3 separate regions of the Mus musculus genome follow, and all the other regions are linked to region 2. A link is a contact called in public HiChIP or PLAC-seq and promoter capture Hi-C data. All regions are on one chromosome and are shown on one strand. Each heading gives the region's core, a stretch centred on a gene start, on an enhancer-like site or on the middle of the called end of the contact. The rest is flanking DNA. Distances are from core to core; before and after follow the strand shown. Region 1 holds the start of Unkl (unkempt family like zinc finger). Region 2 holds the start of Zbtb9 (zinc finger and BTB domain containing 9). Region 3 holds the start of Mcrip2 (MAPK regulated corepressor interacting protein 2).

The links. Promoter capture Hi-C pulls out the DNA fragments that hold promoters and counts their contacts. HiChIP or PLAC-seq counts read pairs in DNA pulled down with a chosen protein or histone mark.
Region 1: a contact with region 2 is called in a promoter capture Hi-C map of liver, with 2.8 times the contacts expected there. The contact joins the promoter of Unkl here to the promoter of Zbtb9 in region 2. A contact is called at or near these places in 2 of 39 promoter capture datasets (cranial neural crest and liver).
Region 3: a FOXA1 HiChIP or PLAC-seq map of pancreatic cancer cells shows a contact between it and region 2. The contact joins the promoter of Mcrip2 here to the promoter of Zbtb9 in region 2. A contact is called at or near these places in 9 of 39 promoter capture datasets (the 3T3-L1 cell line, the C10 cell line, embryonic stem cells and 6 more) and 1 of 115 datasets of contacts at active chromatin or transcription factors (pancreatic cancer cells).

The regions. Positions count from the first base shown.
Region 1 is chr17:25,186,236-25,191,237 of GRCm38.p6, reverse strand. Unkl (unkempt family like zinc finger) reads right to left here and starts at 2,838. Exons shown (of 15, transcript NM_001197024.1): 1 at 2,746-2,838; 2 at 1,563-1,772. The coding sequence starts at 2,822. It overlaps BC003965 (cDNA sequence BC003965), which reads right to left. Exons shown (of 2, transcript NM_183150.2): 2 at 3,576-5,002. Gm52286 (a long non-coding RNA gene) reads left to right here and starts at 1,768. Exons shown (of 2, transcript XR_003952239.1): 1 at 1,768-2,122; 2 at 2,229-3,184.
Region 2 is chr17:26,970,424-26,974,894 of GRCm38.p6, reverse strand. Zbtb9 (zinc finger and BTB domain containing 9) reads right to left here and starts at 1,716. Exons shown (of 2, transcript NM_001005916.2): 1 at 1,581-1,716; 2 at 1-1,339. The coding sequence starts at 1,272. Syngap1 (synaptic Ras GTPase activating protein 1 homolog (rat)) reads right to left here. Exons shown (of 19, transcript NM_001281491.2): 19 at 2,461-4,396. The coding sequence ends at 4,250.
Region 3 is chr17:25,865,310-25,869,997 of GRCm38.p6, reverse strand. It overlaps Mcrip2 (MAPK regulated corepressor interacting protein 2), which reads left to right and starts at 1,260. Exons shown (of 5, transcript NM_026633.3): 1 at 1,260-1,373; 2 at 1,455-1,584. The coding sequence starts at 1,322.

The DNA.
Region 1 (5,002 bases), core at 1,589-4,088, 1.8 Mb after region 2:
GCTCATGTGCACAATCTTAGCCGGGCGGTGGTGGTGCACACCTTTAATCCCAGCACTTGAGAAGCAGAAGCATGTGGATCTGAGTTCGAGGCCAGCCTGCTCTACAGAGTTCCAAAACAGCCAAGGCTACACAGAGAAACCATGTCTGGGGGTGGGGGTGGGGGCAAAAAAACCAAAACCAAAAACAGACAGACCAATACTTCACCTCAGGACAGGAAGCTAACCCCACACCCCCAAACTGCCCAAAGGAAGAACTTAGCACCTCCTGATATTATTTTCCACCTCCCTTTGAACACAAAGTCTCACTTGGACTTTCTCTGTCTTCATTATTTCAAAACCAAGATGTCTGGAGCTGGACAAAGAGCCCATCAGTAAAATACCTGCCTCGAGAGCAAAAAGACCTGAGTCTGATCCCCAGAACTCTGATTAAAGACAAAACAAGACAAAACAACAACGACAAAACCACTGATCACAGTGGCACACACTTGTAATCCCAATGCTAGGGAGACAGAGACAGCTGGCCCCTGGCACCTGCAGGCAGGCCAACCAGTCTGGCCGATTTAACCAGCTCCAGGCCAGTGAGAGACCCTGTTTTAAAATAAGGTGAGAACAGCATGTAAGGTTAACCTGAGAACTCCAATCGTGTGTGTACGCACTGGCGCGTGAGCCGCCACACTCTGCACCTGCACACACAAGCACACACATGCACACAAAGAAAGACATCTGTTCATAACACCATTAGGAAACTTGTAAAATATAAACTAACCCAAACAAAACCTTGACTTATTAAAATCCAAAAGTGTTACATAACTGACAACGTGCAAATAAAACAACTTTCCTACCATTAAAAAAAACAAAACAAAACAAAAAAACAACTACAAATGAGCAGAACGCATCACAGTGTTAAAGAGTCCTAGCCTACATAAGCAGATCACGGGCTCCTGTCCACAAATCAATTCACAAATCCTTATCAGAATAACAGTTCTGCTACTCTTCTTTAAAATACATACATAAGCAAGAAAATATTCCACACTTACATGTTACACATGACACACTTACAACTGACCACACAAAACCGTTTTAAATCAGATGGCTGGCAAAACATGGGCCAGTTTTAAAGTAGAGCATTGGATGGGGTGGGGTGGTAAGTGAATCAAAATCAGTTTGAATTACCAAAGATTTTCACCTACAACACACATACATCATCTTTTAGGAAACTAGCCTACAAACAGGGAACCCCTCAAGCACACTACTCTACTGACCCCGAGAAGTCTTGAATAAAAATGAGGTTCCCTCTACAGGTAGTGGGTGTTAAAAAGAAGCAAGGAGACCAGTGTAGTGGCATACACCTTTAATGCCAGCACTTTAAGGGGCCAAGACAGGTATCACTATGAGTTTGAGGCCAGTCTGGTCTACATACAGTGTTTCAGGACAGCCAGGCCTTCATAAAGACACCCTGTCTCAAAAAAACAAAAAACCAGAAACCTCAAAAACCTGTTGATCAGAGAGTCAACACCAATCCTGAGGAAAGACCATGAGCCACCCACCGGAACCCCACTTACTCATCACCATCGGGACACAGGCCGGTGGCCTCATCGTACTTGGAGCAGTATATGTCCGGGCTGTAGTTGAAGGTGCCATCGCGTCGTCGGAGCGGTCTGCGACGACGCTGATTTAGGAAATGCCAATGGAAACAGGTGAACGGCCTGTGCTGGCTGCACTTATGCTGCAAAAACAGGGAGCACTGCTCTGTCCTAAACTCCTTTAGATACCTAAAAAGACAAACAGCGTTGCGGGCCGCAGCCACCGCCGGCTGGAGGCCCCTGGGATGCGGCGGGGCAGGGTCCCAGACGAGAAGCATCCCCCACCCCCGGCAATACACACACACACACACACACACACACACACACACACTGAGCGATCCTGACTGCCATGGCCCGGTACCCTCCTTTTTTAAAAGCACCCCGGGTGTCACTTCCCAACTCGGAGACCAGGTAACTCCAGTCAGGCAGACTCTCCGTTCCCTGACCCCAAATACCACTTCCCAGTCCCCAGATAAGAAGATTCCCGGACACGAGGCATAGACCTCCTCTTAGCAGGCCATCACCAACTCTGATCCCAGGTAACTCTACAGAAGTACACTCCATTCTCTGCCCCCTTCTAGTCCCTGACCCCTGGAGCCACCTCTCAATCCTCAGTCCCGGTCTCCCGCTCGACTACCTTCATAGGTTCCAGATGGACTGCAAGCGCCACCCGCCCACACCAGGCGCAACCCCTCTTCTGCGCCGCAGAAACGACCCCCGGGCTCACAACCAAGCGGCCACCGGACTCTAGGTGCGGCTCCGCCCCCAGCCCAGAGGTCACCCCAGACCCCGGAACCGCCTCTCAACCTCAGGCAGCGACTGCTCGAGTCCGGATGGCCGTGCGCCCACCTCCAGCCCAGGCGCGGCCCTGAGCTACGAACGCAGGCGCTGTTCCCCAGACTCCAGTCTGGCGCGCGGGGTCGCCGGAGACCAGGAGCAAGTCCAGCCCCCAAGCCAGGGGTCACCGAAAACCCTGGGCGCTGCCACTCCACCTTAGGCGGCGGCCCGCGCCTGGACGGCGTGACCCGCAAGAGCTGGCGGCGGGGGCGCGGGCGCGGGCGGGGCGCACCCACAGCGGCGACACCGGGGCCCGTGGCGCACGCGGGCCGCTGCTTTGCGCCGCAGCGCCCAGAAGGCCACGGACCGCAGCCCAGGCACTGACCTGTAGTGGGTTGGTTTCTCTGTCTGCGGGGGGGACCCGCTCAGCGCCGCCGCCGCCGCTTTCGAAACCGACGGCATTTTCAGTCAAAACAATGCAGCGCGCATGCGCCGCGCCGGCGCCCCCGGATCTCCCCCCCGCACCGAGCCCCCTGCGCCCCCCGCCGCGCCGGCCACACCCCCGGGCACGCCACGCCGGCCACGCCCCCACCGACCCCTCGCCCACGCGCGCTGTGCGGCGGGGGTGACACACAGGTTCTGCCGGCCCACCACGGCAGCAAGTTACAGGCGCAAGGCGGGACACGCCCGTTGGTGTAGAGTCCCCATGATGGCCTCTGCGTCCAGGGCTGCTGTTGGGCACAGGTTTCTTTGAACTGGAAAAAGTCTATAATTAGACTGTGACGATGGTCGCCCCTTTATTAAATTTGTGAATTTAAGGATAATCCGAGTGTGAATTCTGTTGAGCCACTTTTTTAAAAACACAGCGTAAGATGCTGCCAGATGAGCCCATCGGGTAAAGGATGTACAGGGTGGTCAGTAATCAGACTGATCTGGGGTCCGCAGAATGCTAACTGCACGTGGCGGGCAGGACTCGCAAGTGCTAGGATGAATTCGGGAGAACCCAGGGCTAGCATTCACTGGTGTGTAAAGTGACCACAGCTCCTCTGCTAACTGCGGGTGTGCTCTGAGGGATAAAGTCTGAGTAGCACAGCCACAAGTGTTCTGAAAGGAATGGGCAGAAAAGAGAGGGATGTTTTCAGAAAGGAGGATTACAGAAAACCTATCCCATTTCCAGAAACACGATCTAAAATATTAACAGAGAGACATACACGGTCCAGGTATGTATGCTATATTTTAAAGTACTAGTAAGGTAAAATTACCATTTGCTGGTAGGATTACTGACTTCTTCATATGACATTTTTGTAGACAAATTCTTTGAGTTGTTGACAACTTTGGAGAGTGAGTTGGTTTGGTTTGGGTGCTAGAGGTAGAACCCGGAGCCATGTGCGTGCCCGGACCCAGGTCCATGCCGGCTAAGCACTTATCCCTGAGCATTTCCCCTAGCCCACAGACCCTGAAGTTAACTTAGTTTAAAGGACTTATTTTAATGGTTGCACAAGCATGTGGATGGATAGTGAGCTGTAGGCAGTCCCAGCAAACAGAAACATTGTTTTTTCAAAGATCAAATAGAAGAATGAGCAAGCAGGGAAGGGCAGACAGGGGAACCTACAGAGGAATAAATGTGTCTCAGACTGCTGAGGGATAGGGAATGAAAACTAGGTCAACCCCCAAGTCCAGCCTGGAGAAACACACAAGACAACCTAAGGAATCTGAGAGAGAGAGAGGGAGAGAAAGAGAGAGAGAGGGAGAGAGAGAGAGAGAGAGAGAGAGAAGCTGGCTCTGTAAGGTGTGACAGAGAGCAAATAGCAGTGATGGTGGAACTCAGCGACCTTGACTGTGGACATGGGCAAAGGTCTCTCATCAAAAGATGTGTTTTATTCCTCTGCAGACATCACCTGTGACACCCACATAAGGGCCAGACGTGTCCTTTTATTGAAGCTGGTACTCGAGGGCTATGGCTCAGAACAGAACTAACAGGTTTTTATCTGTGTAACAGCTCACTTCCAACACTACTGAGCCTTTCCATTTTCAAGAGCTTACACAAAGTGGCTGTTGGGGCTGGAGAAATTGCTCACAGTGAATGGCTCCTCTTCCAGAGGACCCAAGTTCAGTTCCCAGAACCTACATGGTTGCTCATAGCCATTTGTATTTCCAGTTCCAGGGAATCTGACATCCTCTTCTTACCTGTATAGGCAACAGACATGTATGTGATGCACATACATACACATAAAGTAAATCTAATTTTGTAAGCGTCAGTTACGTTAACTCCTCCTCCCTCAAAAGAACATGTTTTATTCAATCATTTCTTTCTGCCCAACAGTTTATCTACTGTCTTGTACATGCAGCTGGCTTATAGTTAGTTACAGGCCCTCTCCCTACCTGATATTTGCTGGGCACTCACCCAGAGAATTCATTGGGCTGAAAACAATAGGAAAAACACAAGCTACAGTCTATTTGGGAAATTGGAAAAGCATAGCACAAAAAATAAATAAATAAATAAAATAAACATTTAAGTAACCCTTTAGCTAACACACCTATTCTCCTATCCGTAAAATAGATGTGAAACTCAGATCTGGTGGTGCTCGCCTTTGATCCCACCACTCAGGAGGCGGACGCAGCCTCTGCCTCTGAGTTCAAGG
Region 2 (4,471 bases), core at 467-2,966:
ATGCAGAGCTCTCGCATGGGTCTTCATGTGCTCTGTTAGATGATGCTTCAACTTGAAACGTTTATTACAGATGCCACATCCAAAAGGGCGAAGGCTGAACGTCAACATGATGTGTCGGTCTCGTTTCGGCTTTACTGCAAACCGTTTTCCACACAAGCAAGCAAAGCACTTCCCATCTGCAGGGGGTGTCCCTCCTAGCTTCACAGGCCCATGCATAGCCTGCCCTGTTCCTCCAGGTCCTCCATCCCCTGACAGGATTTCATTCCCATGAAGATCCACTGGTTTCCACGATGGATCTCCTGCCCCAGACGATTCCCCTCCTCCTGAGGACAGCAAGTATCTCAGCTCCTCCTTCTCCTCAGAGTCCTCTCCAGATAGTACTTTGGTCTTTTCCTTTGTGCCTCTTGCTATCTCCTCCTTACACTCAACGTTTTCCTGATTCACATATAAGATTTGGGAAGCTTGTACAGGAGGGGCAGGAGGATCTACTGTTGAGCTCTCATCCTCTGAAGGCTTGCTGGGAAGAGCAGGTGTAGGCAATGGGTGGGATCCACAAGCTTGGGAAACCCCTCCCGACACTCTCTCCGGCTGAGGAGTCTGAAAGAGTGGAGCTGCTGACCCCTGCTCCTCTTCCTCCTCTACTTTCACCTGAATCTGTAACATTCCTTCTAGTTCACTCCCCTCCCCTCCAGCGGGGCTCTCAGGGAGAACAGAATTCTCTGTAGAAGCAGAGGAGCGTACTGGGTTCTGGAAAGGGGAAGAGCGAATGCACCAGCCTCCTGAAGATGTTGTGGAAATAAGTGTGAGGCTGGAGGCTCTTCCACCGGCTGAAATCCCACCAGACGTTTCTAGTTCTCGAAGAATCTCTGAGCACCGATCTACCACTTGCCACATCTGAAGGCCGCTGGCTACAAGGAGATGGGCAGGGAGGGCATCCAGCGGCAGGTGGAGGCTTCCTGAATAAATGAGCTGAAGCAGTCCCTCGAACGCATCGGCCTCGATGACATTCGGTAAAGTCAGTCGGGGCGCATCCCCCAAAAGCAGCTTGTCATGGAAGTAAGGAGAGGCAGCAGCCAACACTGCTTTGTGAGCCCTAAGTTCCCTGCCCTGAACCAGGAGGGACACATCACAGAACTTTCCCTCCAGCCTGTGGCGGTTCAGGGATTCCAGCAGCGAAGAGCTATGATGAGGGAACTCAATGTGGATTGTCTGTGGGGCTGGGTTGCATCTCGGAGATGAGGATGCGGGAGGCAAAGGAGTCGAAGCATCCATGGCTACCTCGGGAAGAGAAATAAATCCCGGGGAGTCGGGCAGTGCAGGGTTCTATACGGGGTGAAGGCTGCGGAGGAAAGAGACTGGGGTCACACAAGTTCGGGGTATGAGACCTGTCTCAAGCCGCTCGCCACCGACCCTTGAAAACTCTTCGGTGACAAGCTTCTGTATATTAGTTCCGCCCACCAGGAAACCCAACAAAACACCAGGGTTTACACCTCCAGGCCCAGCGGAAGCTAAGGAGGGAAGGGATGGCGCCCCACCTCGCCGGCTCCGGTCGCCCTCCGCCACCGCTCGCCCCTCCTCACCGTGCTCGCTCCGGCCGGCTCAGTGAGCTCCGGCCCCGCGACGTCCCACCGACACGCCCCCACCGCACGCGCGACCGCGTCGGAGCACCTCAACCGCCAGTGCGCCTGGCCGGCCGGAAGCTACCGCAGTTCCGCCGGACGCCAATGCGGCCAGGCACGGAGGGCGGGACCAGTTCTGCAGCCAATGGGAGAGCGGCAGCCTACAAGCCGTCTCCTCATTGGCTGTGCGGACGGAGGGCCGGGGCTTGGGGAGGGCGGCGGAAGTGGAAGGCGGTTCCCTCAGTTCTGGAGTAGCAGTGAGGGGAGCCACGGGCTCCGCAGTAAGGCTTGCTTCCCTCGTCCCGCCGCGCGAGGTAGGTGCTGCTGCCCTCCGCGTGCACGCGGGACAACCGGGTCTGAAGTCTGGAGCGCACGCTTGCTGAGGACCTGGGTCCTTTCCTCCATTTCGCAGAGGAGCGTCCTCACAATTAAGCCCTAAGTCAAGAGGGTCTTGCACAGACCCTGCACTTGGAGTCTTTGGGGCGCTAAAGCGAGTCCAGTGCTGCGGCGGAGAGAGAGCGGGAGTGTGAGTTTCACCAGGAAGACCCTGCGGTATATATTGTTCTCCTGACTGGGTGGTATAGTGTGTAATGTAAGAGGACTGTTCTTTCCAAAAGTAGTCCCTGTCACCCTTCAGGTCGTTCTGGAGACCCCGGGCTAAAAAGTCGGCCCAACGCCGGGGGAGGCAGCACTTAGTCCCAGCACTTTGGAGGCAGGGGCAGGCAGATCTCTTGAGTTCAATCAAGGCCACCCTGGTCTACAGAGTTCCAGGCCAGCCAGAGCCACACAAGGAGACTCTCTGTCTTGAAAATCCAAAAATAAATAAAAGTCAGCCCAGTGATAAAAGAACAATCTCCGTTTATTAAACATGATTTTTCTGTTTCACCACACACTCCAGAAAAGAAAAGAAAAAAAAAAAAAGGAAATGGGCCTGGGAGTGGGAGAAAAGGGGGGGCAGTGGTGGGGGACCAAGAGTCTGGGAGCAGGGGCAGGAAGGAGAACGAGTAAACAAACAGCAAAAAAAAAAAAAAAAAAAAAGAGTAAGAAGATCTTCTCCCTACTCTTAAGGTGGTGGGTGGGGAGGGAAGTGAGGGGTGGGGCTAGGGAGCCAGGAAGCTCTGTACAGAGGGGTCGCCTCCCAGCCCCCCTCCCCAATTATGTACAGTACAAACCCCAGATAATTACAACAGCCAAAGAGGAGGGAGGAGGTTCAAGGGTAAGGCCTGATGGGGAAAGCAGAGGAAAGGGCATGGGATAAAATTTCACATATTTACAACTTTTATATAAGTATAAATTTGGCCCCGGCTGGGTGGGTGTATGTAGAGGGTTAGACCGAAGGAGAGCTGTCCATACAAAAGAAAGATCGAGTCTGGAGTCTGGGAAGAATTCTCAATACCAAACGCAAGGAGTGAAGAGACAAGGCTGGGTAGGGGGCAGCAGTCAGAGAAGAGGGGGTACCCGGGAGGGGTTTCTCCCCTTCCATGGCCTACCCACCCCAAACCCCATCCATCCTACCTCCCCTATACCGCCAGAGAGCTATGTACAGAAAAACACCGAAAAAGCATGGAGCTGGCGGGAGGGAGGGAGACTGGGTGAGGGTGAGGGTGAGAGGGAAGCCCAGCCCTGTCCTACCTCCCCCAGGGGACAGAGTCATGTAAGGGGGCCCCCAAACACCCATCCTCCAACACAGGTCCCCCCATCCTGGGGGAGAGAGACATGGCTTTTCCTAGAGTAAGTTCCCCCCTCCCCATGGGAGTAGAGACAAGAGAGGGAAGGGGTAGAGGGCTGGCTGCATGTCAGGGTAGGGCAGATCAGCTAGTCTGTCCCTCCACAACCCAACACACATGGCCTCCTATACCCTAACCCCCTCATCCAAACCTCAATTCCACCCCACCCAACACACTGGGGGAGGGGGGGGCATAAGCCCCCTCACCCCGCTCTGGGACCAGCCAAGAGCAGATCAGGTGTGGGAAGAAGGGGAGGCAACTCCCATTCCCCCCTTGCCGCCCCCTCCCTGCCCCGGTGGCCCCCTCCACCCCATCTGGGTTCTGGGTGGGGAGAGTTAATGTAAGAGTGGAAAGAGGAGAAGGAGTTTGTGCGTGCTGAGCCCCCCCAGACGCTCCTGAGAAATCAAGGGGTAATAGGGCCCCCTCACCCGGGGTCCCCTCCCCATAACAAGGGGGGGCAGGGGAGGCCAAAATGGGGTGGTAGAGGGGAGTTATAGATTGTCAGCTCTGGTTACTGCTAAAAAATCACCCTGAAGTTGAAAGTTTGGAGGTGCCACACCCCCAGTGTGGGGGTGAGGGTCTGTCCCCCCAGTGCTCAGGGGAACTATGAGGCAGAGGACAGGGATAGCACCCCAGAGTGAAGGGGTCTGTGTGGGGTAGGTGGTGTACTGGGGTGAAAGAGGGCAGCTGAGGGTCCCACTCTCCCTCCTAGAATGGAGTAGTGGGGTCGGCAGATGGGTGCCCCAAGGAGGCATTAAGGGAGACAATCCCGCTGTCCCTTGGCGACGTCCAGTCCTGGTGGTTGGTGATGTTCCAGGGTGGGGTGCACAAGGAAGGAGGTCTGTGACGCTGGGTGGGCTGGGGTAGGGTGCACAGGGAAGGAGGTCTGTGATGCTGGGTGGGCTAGTGGTCTGCGGTGTTCCGGAACTCGCCGTTCTCTGTGATCTGCAGCCGGGGTGGGGGGGGTGGGGCTGGGGGGGCCAGGCCGTTCCAAGGTGGGGCCAGCGTCACACGCGGGTTTGTTGGACCCAAGGGGGGAAGCTGCCTCTCCTGCAAGACACCAAAGAGGAGAGCGCGGACTTATTGAGACGCTTCGCGGGGCCAGGATGTGGCCCCAAGCTGTGC
Region 3 (4,688 bases), core at 11-2,510, 1.1 Mb after region 2:
TCTCATGCCTCCCTAGTACACTCAACAGTCTTCTCAGAGCTGGAGAAGGCCTTTCACTCTCCAGCCCCGCTCTGCATAATGTAAGGCCAAAGGCCCAGGGCCAAAGGAATGAAGGCTTGGTCACCTGGGATAAAAGTCCCCTGGAGTTCCTTAGATACTCTGGAATTCAGGTGGACCAGCTACCCACCCTCACTCCTTCCTCACTGTTCGTCTTGCTTAAGTGGTCCAAGACTTGACAGACCTGCCTCCCCTAGTCCCTAGTGCCTGCAGACTGACCCTCCTCAAATATGACAATAGGAACCTTAAGGCCAGGTGTTGGTGGCAGGGGCAGCACAAGTCTTGGCAGATACAGTTCAAGACTTCACATCACGCCGGGCAGTGGTGGCGCGCGCCCTTAATCCCAGCACTCGGGAGGGAGAGACAGGCGGATTTCTAAGTTTGAGGCCAGCATGGTCTACAGAGTGAGTTCCAGGACAGCCAGGGCTACACAGAGAAACCCTGTCTCAAAAAACCAAACCAAACCAAACAAAAAACCAACAGCAAAAAAAGGAGACCTGGGGGCGGGGGGGGGGGGTACGGGGGGGGGGTCAGGCTGCTTCCACTCTTGCTGGGTTCTTCCTCCTTCCAGGCTGTACTGGGAAACCCTGTGGCTCTCCCCACAGACCTAATTTCCAGCTTCCCCAGTAGTTGGGGAAAAGGCTCAGGACATGAATTGAAGAGCGGTTAGTATAGTACTTTAGGAATAGGGTACCCCCTGAGGGCTCTGTGTTCTCCTGGTCTTCTGGTTCCACAGTACTTTAGATCTACTTAAACACTCTTAGAGCACTCATTCTAAAGCTGACTCCTGACACAGTGATCCCCAACAATCCAGGCTTGTCCAGGCACTTGGCTGGGTGGTGGTGGTGTCTCAAATATGAGCTGGAATACTGGTGTTTTTAGAGACTGTTCAGGGTCCCTAGCACTACCCTAGTACACAAAGGGCCCTCCTCAACTGAAAGAGCCTCTCTCTCTGAAATCTCAGACAGATACACAAGCACACACATGCACACTCGCACATGCACGCTCCAGTCTAGAGATGGCATACCCCTTGGCGAGTACAACCCGTTCTTAGCTCAAATTTAGTGACTTGGCCAATTTTCCAAAGGGTTGGGAAGGCTACCAAGTAGGCGAAGCTCCTTTAAGGGCAGGGGGCGTGTGTGGGTCGCTCCGCCCCTTTGCCCGTCCTCCCTCCTTAAAGGGGCCGAGCCTCTGGGACCGCAAAGTGAAGCTGGTGGAGGGTGCCTGATCTGGCCGCTGCCAGGGGCGGGCGGGACGGCGCACCATGTACACTATCACCAAGGGGCCCAGCAAGCTGGTCGCGCAGCGCCGCACAGGTGCGCAGGGCGGGCGGGCAGGCGGGACGTCCTGACCGCTGGCTCGCGGCGGCTGACAGCGCCCTCCGCCCCGGCCCGCAGGTCCCACACAGCAGCAGGTGGAGAGCAGGCTTGGCGAGCTCCTGAAATGCCGGCAGCCGGTGCCGCCGACCGCGCTACCCGCGCACCTGCAGCCCTCGGCACAGACTCAGGGACCCTGGCCCCTTGCAAGGTGAGCCAGGCCGCCGGGCACGAGGGTGACCTTGGAGAAGGTTGATGGGGACCACGCGTCCTGGTGGGCAGGGGGCGGGGCGCAGGCAACTCGTGCACTTCTGCTCGCCGGCTACTTCTGGGCCCAGCTGGCTTGAGTGGACCCTGGTGGCCACGTGGAGCCTTGAGGGCTTCCGACCAATCCCGCCTGTCAAGGACCGCAAGTACTCAAAACCGAGGGACCTGGTGACCTTGGGCCGCTAACTTGGACCCCTTGGGAAGTGGTCGAGGTCAAAGTTGGGGAAAGTTGCCCAAGGCCCTGGCTCTCAAGGACTTCAGGCCCTGTCCTTGCAGAGCAGAAGAAGCGCACGTGTTCCCGCTGGTCTTATCAGGTCCCTGCCCTTCACTAACACCCTGGGACACTGGAGCCCTCCTCCCCAGCAGTTGCCCGCGCCTGTGGGTTCCAAGAGTTTTCTGATTTTCCTAACCCGCAATGTGTCTAGGGAAGTTCAGCCCTAGCTACTTGGATTTCAGCCAGTGTGACCTGGAAGTGATCCCACTCAACCAAGGCTGAACCTTTTACTTCTTTGGCTCCATTTACTGTTTCCTGTATCGGTAGACTGGACTCTGCAGGCATGTAGGCTCTACTCTGGTAGAGGTGGCATGTGAACCGGTTAAGAGAGAGCACCAAAGAGACCACAATCTCGAGGGAGGCCAAGAGTTAGACTCGTCTCAGCAGGGGAGTCTGTGTGGCTGGCTCCACCCCTCTTAGCTCTCAGCTACTAGGCTTCGGAAGCTATAGGTAGGAGATGCCTGTGTGGCCTGTGTTTGCCCTAGGGGACATCCGTATGACATCGGTTTATGTCCTTATTGCCCTTATGTCTCTGGGAGAACTCTATGGTGCAGATGTATAACCACAAAGTGGTTACCCAGACAGGGAGTTTGGAGCTGCCTTGGTGACTGGCCTATCTCTACCTGGGAAACACCCCCCCCACCCCCCACCCCCCACCCCCACCCCAGAGACAGGGTTTCTCTGTGTAGTCCTGGCTGTCCTGGAACTCACTCTGTAGACCAGGCTGGCCTGGAGCTCAGAAATCCGCCTGCCTCTGCCTCCCGAGTGCTGGGATTAAAGGTGTGCGCCACCACACCCGGCGGGAAAACACCTTTTAAAGTCCTTATTGTTGGGGGACAACACGGACAGGCTTGTGGCAATATTTGGGTCAGTGTCCAGGAAGAGGAGAAGGTAGTAACACTCTCCAGAATGCTGAGTTGCAAGAGACACCACACTGCGTGTTTCCTCTAAAAAGGCTTCAGTAAGATAAGCTGATGTGAAGGCCTGGACTCATCTGTCAGCAACCAGGGAGAACACCTGACGCCCGGGAGATTGGTTTCCTGTCCTGAGTTCTGGGAACTGAGGAGATAGGCTAAGGAGTCTTCCCTATGTCCTCTGAGGTGGCCCTTTCCTGGGCTGGGAACTCCCATCTCCAATAGGACCTTCACATGGAATTTTACCTCTAGTCCTTTGTCTTTTCAAGGCCACCCATCAGTCACCCATGTCCACCAGCATCAGGGAACACAGGAGGCACTGGTCATTCTCCTGCTGCTGTGGGGCAAAATCATGAAGCTTTCAACCCACTAAATGGCTAGGCATGGGTGCTGCCAGTTATGGTGGCCAGGCCTGTGCCTCTGACATATTCTTTTCTCCTGGCGGCAAGAGACAGATGGGGGAGACTTGAGATGCGACCATGTTACCACCTACCCCACCAAGAGCAGATTGAGAAAATGTTCAGGGACCACTGGGCAGAAGAGCCTTGGGACAGAGTCAAGGTTGGGAGTACTGGGGTCAGAATACTGCTAAATCTTGAAATATTGATTTTGAATCTTGATGCCCTTCGCTGTGTGTCACAGGCAGGGAGATCCCAGGCTGAAAGATGAGTGACCGGTCACCTTGAGGGGGTAGGAGAGTACATGAGAGGATGTCTATGGGGCACTATGGCCTGGTGCTGCAGCAGGCAGTGGGCCTAGAAGTGGATACAGGTGCACTCTGGGATTAGTGCCCTTTCCCCTACAGAGCCTGGTCTTATATAACCACGGCCTCTAAGCAGAAGCTGGGCAGGGCTCAGCATGGTGGTGCAGCACTTGCCCTCTGGGGCCCTTTCCAGCTCCAGGGCCACCACCTTAATCCACAGCCCCTGGCTGGGATTTCCTTTTGTTTGTTTTTTAAAGAATCAATGTAAGGCACAGGTAGGTGTGCTACTACACACCCACCTATGTCCTGGTACTTAGGAGGATGTCTGTTAGTCTAGATCCCGCCTCAACCAAACAAAAGACATAAAAAGACTCAGTGTCCAATCCCAACAGCTCGCTCGCATTGAGCTTCAGCCCTTTCGGGGGCAGAGGTGGTTGCAGGCAAGGGGGTGGGGGTTTCCATTTGGAATGCCTTTATGCACCGGGGCATGGTGGCTTGAGCCTTTAATCCCAGTACTTGGGAGGCAGAGGCAGGCATATTTCTGAGTTTGAGGACAGCCAGGTCTACAGAGTGAGTTCCAGGACAGCCAGGACCACACAGAGAGACCCTGTCTAGAAAAAAATAAAAATGCCTTTATGCCCTCTAGTTTACCAAATACACAGGTACCCGTGGGTTTGGGAGGAGTCCTGCCTCCTCTGGTCTCCACTGGCACATCTAAAATTTTCTGTAGCCACCAGACCTGGCCAGACCTGGGGCTGGCAGGACCCTGTACCCCTCAAGACCCTCCTCTTTATTTTAGTGCCCCTCTCACCTGAGGAGGAACCCAGAGCGGCGTGGGGCACCTGAGCCCAGGAAGGCGAGCAGGCCTGCCGGGACCGCGAGTGCCTGGCGGAGTGGCAGGTGCAGCCCAGGACTCCCACCTCCTACTGTAGGTGCGGCCCCATTCCCTCCGTGGCCCCACCCCAGGCTTCACGAGCACAGGGCTTGGTCAGTTGCCGCCAGTCAACAGAGATGGCACATTACTGCCCTGTACTGCCCTGCACTGCCCTGCCCTGCCCTGGGCCTGCTTGGCCTCACCCCTGGGCCTACACCCCTTGATATAGAGTACAGCACAGGGTTATGGGGTGGGGGAGCATCTCATTCAATTTGCCCCTTTT